Linked DNA regions of Ovis aries: region 1 is linked to region 2. A link is a contact called in public Hi-C data. All regions are on one chromosome and are shown on one strand. The core of a region is the stretch at or near the end of the contact, and the rest is flanking DNA. Distances in the headings are between cores, read along the strand shown. Region 1 has its middle 100 kb from the start of NOL10. Region 2 holds the start of ODC1 (ornithine decarboxylase 1).

The links. A called contact is a pair of places that touch in the nucleus more often than the background predicts.
Region 1: a Hi-C map of hypothalamus shows a contact between it and region 2, with 2.5 times the contacts expected there. The contact joins the enhancer-like site here to the promoter of ODC1 in region 2. A contact is called at or near these places in 2 of 16 Hi-C or Micro-C datasets (hypothalamus and tail adipose tissue).

Annotation. Positions count from the first base shown.
Region 1 is chr3:19,724,980-19,727,679 of ARS-UI_Ramb_v3.0, forward strand. No RefSeq gene overlaps it. Among named protein-coding and RNA genes, the nearest start is that of NOL10, 100 kb to the right of the region's middle. Within about 2 kb of position 1,327, at least 10 of the 54 cell types and tissues checked have an H3K27ac peak or open chromatin away from gene starts, as enhancers often do. A contact at or near this core is called in hypothalamus, where this site is marked.
Region 2 is chr3:19,602,076-19,604,775 of ARS-UI_Ramb_v3.0, forward strand. ODC1 (ornithine decarboxylase 1) reads right to left here and starts at 1,451. Exons shown (of 12, transcript XM_015094220.4): 1 at 1,235-1,451.

The DNA.
Region 1 (2,700 bases), core at 77-2,576, 120 kb after region 2:
TGTACGTGAGGTTGTCTCTGGTTGAGACACACGTTCGAATGGGGTCGACTGGGCGAAGCAGATGGCCCTCCCCACGGCGAGTGGGCCTGGTCCGGTCATCTGGAGCCTGAACGTAACAGGAAGGCAGAACTAGAGGGAACTCCTCACGCCTGACTGTGAGCTCGGACACTGGTCTTTCTCTGACCTTTGGACTCAGACTGAAAATCTGGCTCTTCTTGGGAAAGACGCAAGCCAGCTTGCTGGCTGCATGGCTTGGGACTTGTCAGCCTTCATCATCACATGGGCCAATTAATTGCTAATAGTAAATCTCTTTATGTAGGTCTAAAATCTCCTATTGGTTCTGTTCTCTGGGGATCCCTGACTAATAGAGTCAGCGTGGTTAATAGCATGACCATATCTCCAATTTATACAGCCCAACAAACACCCAGAGCCTGTGGAGCTCATTAACTCAGAATTATTAATTAAGTGCCTGCTGTGTGCACGGGAGAATAACCACACAGGTCTCGCCACAGATGCAGAAGTTAACAGTCACAACGGTGGCTGGCTGTCCAGAGAAGACCACTAAGGCAGCTAAGGAGAAGGGAGCTTCTTAGTTGCAACAGAAACCAGCGAAATAGAGTTCACTTATTATTGTGAGAGTTACAGCCACGCCTCTTCTACGTGTGTTTTTCAAACAAACTTGTTGTCATGGTAACTCTCTTAAAACAAGATGCAACAAGGTTTAAAGAGCCTGAGAGCTAATTACAATAGTGCTTTATATTTAGTTACACCTTTCTTCTGAGGAGTCTAATGGACCTCATTCATTAAGCTCCATCCTCTGAAGTCTTTAGGGGACAGATATTATTAAACCATTTTACAGACGTAGACACCAAGGTAAGGATGGGTTAAGTGACTTGGCCACTGACAGGCAGCTTAACCAGGAGCAAGCCTGGGCCAGACCCACGTCTCCTCTTGTTTCCTTCTGTTTTCTCTACTCATCCATCTCCAACGGGGGTTTTGTAAGCCCTTCATCATGAAAGGCTCGGTTTCCCACAGTGTGATTGGGGGACCCCAGATTCTGCCACCATCCCTGTGCAGAAAAATCTGCCCAGCCTGGGAGGCTCAAGGATGGCAGGGATGAGGGGTGGGGGGAGGAGAGGCAGGGCTGTTGGGGGTCTGCAGGAGGTGCTGCTGCCTGGACTCTCAGCCCGTGGAGCCAACATCCACAGGCATGGGTGGCTCACACAGTTGGCCAGGGGCCCTGGGGCCTCAGGGCACGCCTGACACCAAGCGGCGCCCGCCTCAGTCACAAGAGTTGGACACTCAGTGCCAGCCACGCTGGCCAACAGGCTGTACCGTCAACATCCCAGAGAAACCCTGTGCTGGGGCCTCTGCTCAGCAGCTCTTGGAGGGGGCCCAGATCAGAGCAGCAGCTATGATGTCAGAAACCAAGGGGCTCTGTCCATCTCAGAGCCGCCGAAAGACAATCTCTGATTCTCAAGCTGTCTGAGGGCTTCTCCAGCCTCTCTGCCTGGAATGTTCTTCCCCTCCTTCAAGCCTTTTTCAGATCTCACGTTCTCAACAGGGGCTATCCTGACCAAGCCTCGTCAGCCCAGTGCCCCTTCCCACCCCCGGCCTCTCCCTGAGCTGGCCCTCATGGCTTTCATCACTTCACGAAGCCTGTGAGGTATCCTCTGTCCCCCCCATGAAAATGCAAGTTCTGCAAGAACCCGACCCTTGCACAGTGTCATCAATAGATACTGATAGGAACCATGTTTTTTGACTCAGGCTATTTTGACTCAGGATGAGCAAAAAGGGGGAGAAACAAGGGGCAGGGGGTCCCTGCCATGTTTTGGGTGTGTTGACTTGAGACTCCAGCAGGCACACAGATGAAGGGTGCAAGGCTGTTGGTAGGGGATATGGTCCTGAGAGAAAAGGGGGAAACCTGGGCACGCCTGCACCTACACAGGTGGGTGAAGACGAGCCAAGGACCAGACAGTGCCCAACACGCAAAGGAGTCAAGCAGCGGGGAGGAGAGGGTCTAGATGCGGAAATATTGAGATGAGCCCCCCTGGTCTACAGGGCTTCAGTAGAGGAGTGGGGGAGGGCATCAGGAAGGGAGGCGGGGAGGGGGACCTTCAACTCGCCTTTCAGAAACCCAGGCTGGGTAGGAGGAAAAGGGGAGGAGGGGAGGGAGGTTTCCACTCAAATTTTAACTCACAGTTGGAGCATCTGAAACAGGAGGAAGGCCCTTGGTCAGCCGGGTGTGTTGGCAGAAGCTGGACTGTGAGTTCAAAGGGACAGGACGGGGGAAATCCAATCAGGCAGGTGTGAGGGCCTGCTGAACGTGAAGGTCGGTCCCGTCAAATCCCGAGAGCCTAGGATTCGTGATGCTGCCCGGAGTCTGAAAGAAACCCAAGGCTAATAGGAAAATACAGTTGGCCTTCCTCCCACCCAACAGGAAAGTGTATGGCCCTCCAACTTTGAAGTGCCATCTGGGTTTCCATAATAGGCTTGGGTCTGGTTTCCAGCACCGTCAGAAAATAACAACTTCCTGCTCAATTAAGACATGTGTATGTTGGGGCAGAGGGGAGGGGTTGGGGGGACAGTGGGGGTTGGTAGGCAGGAAGGCCTGGAGCCCATGGGCGATTTCCAGCCTCTGCAGGAGGTCTGAGCAGCAGGACACCCCACAAACACCCTGAGATGTGTCCCTCCCAGAGC
Region 2 (2,700 bases), core at 201-2,700:
GCTGGCTTTGTCAACCTCCTAGCTTCCTAATTTGCCCTTAGGGGAAGGGAACAGACCGCCAGCACACACATTCTGTCTACAAAAGTTAACATTTAAATAGGGTCACCAGTGATAGACTGGGCCGTTTAGGGTTTTTAAAAAAAAAAAAAAAAAAAAAAAAAAAGACAACATTCAGGCTTAAATTTACAAGTGTGTATTTCTCTGAAACACATCACTATTAAGTATTTTGCTTCCTTGTATCTTTCAAAGCTTTTCTTCAGTAACTTTTGATACAGAGAAAGTTCACCCTAGAACACCTTTGGGTGTTTTTTTCTATATGGCTACGTTACTTAAACTGACATGGATTAGCAAAACATGGTCCTTCTCTGGTATGAAATTATTTTTTGCCAATTGGGAAACGTTAGACAGGTACCAACTCAAACCGCAACTGAAAATTTTACAAATCGATTAAATTTTAGGTTTGAATGAAATTAGCACATTTTGTCCTCCCTACTAGACACTCCTAAAAGGTTCTGCTCCCCACATCTTCCCTCGTTATTTCGGATTCTCAAACAGTCGGCCGTTTGGGGAAAATCTTGTGACTGGCTCCTACGTCTTAGTCGTTCGTCTGATCTTAATAATCTAAGGACTTTTCCTAAATCACCAAGTCAAAGATTCCATCAACATTTCTAAGTCCGGCCGAGCAGTATCAGTTACACACGGGTTATCTCAGCTCTAGCGATCTGAGTGGCTTTCTATATTGGGCCATTCGCTCTGTACACACAGCAGGGGGGGGGGGGACTGAAAAAAAAAAAAAAGGAAATTCCAGGGCAACACGGCGGAACGGCACGTGCACGGGAGGCCGGCACCCCGAGACTTGTGCCGGGCTCGCCTCCTGCCTCCTCCTGCACCTGCTGCCGGACCACCACATGGGTTTAAAAAAAATAGCGGCTGAAGGATCGATCTCCTCAAAGAGCTTCCGGCTCAGAAAACCCTCACTGACGTGGTTCAGAAAAGGTGAACCCTGGGCCGCCCCAGCGCCAGGCTGCCCTTGAGCCGGGAGGGGTCGGGTTCCGGCTCCACCCGGGACCCCCAAGGCCGACGGGCCGGGCTCTGCGACCACGTGTCCTCGCAGCTCCAGGGGCCCGCTATGCTCCGGCCTCCGGGACACGTGGCCGGCACCCCCCGCCCCTCACCCGCGCCAGCCCGCCCGCCCGCCGGCCTCCCTACCGCCCGGACGCGACCCCTCTTTTACCTCAGAGCGCAGGGGCGCGGCGGGCCAACCCCATGGAGACAACGCGCCGCCGCCGAGCGCTAAAGGACCCGCCGGCCGCCCCGCCGCCCCCGTCAGCCGCTCGCCCGGCCGCCCGCCGCCTCGCTCCCTCCCGCGGAGGACTGCCGGCCCGAGGTGGCGCCGGAGCGCTGGCAGAGGGGCGGCGGCGGCGGAGGCTGAGGGGGAACTGACAAAGCCCGGCGCGCCGCCGCGCCGCTACTTATAGCGCCGCGCGTGTCGTCATGGAGACACACCAGCTCAAACCAGCCGCGATCGGTTCCGTCCGGGCGTCCTCCCAGGGAGGGGGCGGGGCCAACTCGGGACGGGGAGAGGGAGGGGTGGGGGTCGCCGGCGGATCAACGTCAGCACCTCCCAGCCCCGCCCAACCCCGCCCCTCCCGGGCCCGCCGCCGGCCCACGCATGCGCACCAGCCGCGGGCTCCCCGGGGCTCCGCGCGCCTGGCTGGCCGCCTAAGGCGGGTAGCCGCTCGCACGCCAGCCGAAGGATTGCAAAACCTGCCTCTGAACGCCCGCCGGATGGCAGCCTGTGCGCCAAGCCAGCGCTCTCCTTCCACCTGGCATCAAATGCCGCGTGCCCTCGGGCAGAGAACGGAAATCGCTGGGCGCGAGCGGGCCACGTGGACCCCACCTGGCGGACCCCGGGCCCTTCTTTCTTTCTGCGGGGCGTCTGTATATGCCGGTGGGAGGACCTGGAGGTGATCCTGGAGCAGCTCCACCCCACGAAGAAGTGGGGCAGGAGGCAGAAGGGGCAGTGGTCAGCGGGCAAATTAAGAGGCACAGCTTTGGGCAGCTCTCGAGCCGCTGAGCGTATTGAACCGCGTCTGACATGTCCGGGTGTCTTCCTAGAAGGTAGCAGGCAGCCGAGGACATGCGAAGAGGCACGTTGCGCTTAAACCAGACTCGTCTAAGGGCGTTAGGGCAAGGGGTGGGAGGTAACAGGTCTGCAAGCCACCGGGCGATCCACTGTCCTTTGTATTGTTGTTCAGTCGCTCAATCGTTTCCGACTCTGCGACCCCAGGGATTGCAGCACGCCAGGCGTCCCTGTCCTTAACCATCTCCTCCTGGAGCTTGGTCAGACTCCTGCTGGTTGAGTCAGTGATGCCATCCAGCCATCTCATCCTCTGGCGTCCCCTTCTCCTGCCTTCAATCTTTCCCAGCATCGGGGTCTTTTTCTAATCAGTGGGCTCATCAAATCAGGTGGCCAAAGTATTGGAGCTTTATCCTCAGTCCTTCCAGTGAATATTCAGGATTTATTTCCTTTAGGATGGACTGGTTTGGTCTCCTTACAGTCCAAGGGACTCTCAAGAGTCTTCTCCAACACCACAGTTCGAAAGCATCAATTCTTCCGTGCTCAGCTTTCTTTATGGTCCAACTCCAACATCCATATATGACTACTGGGGAAACCATAGCTTTGACTATTCAGACCTT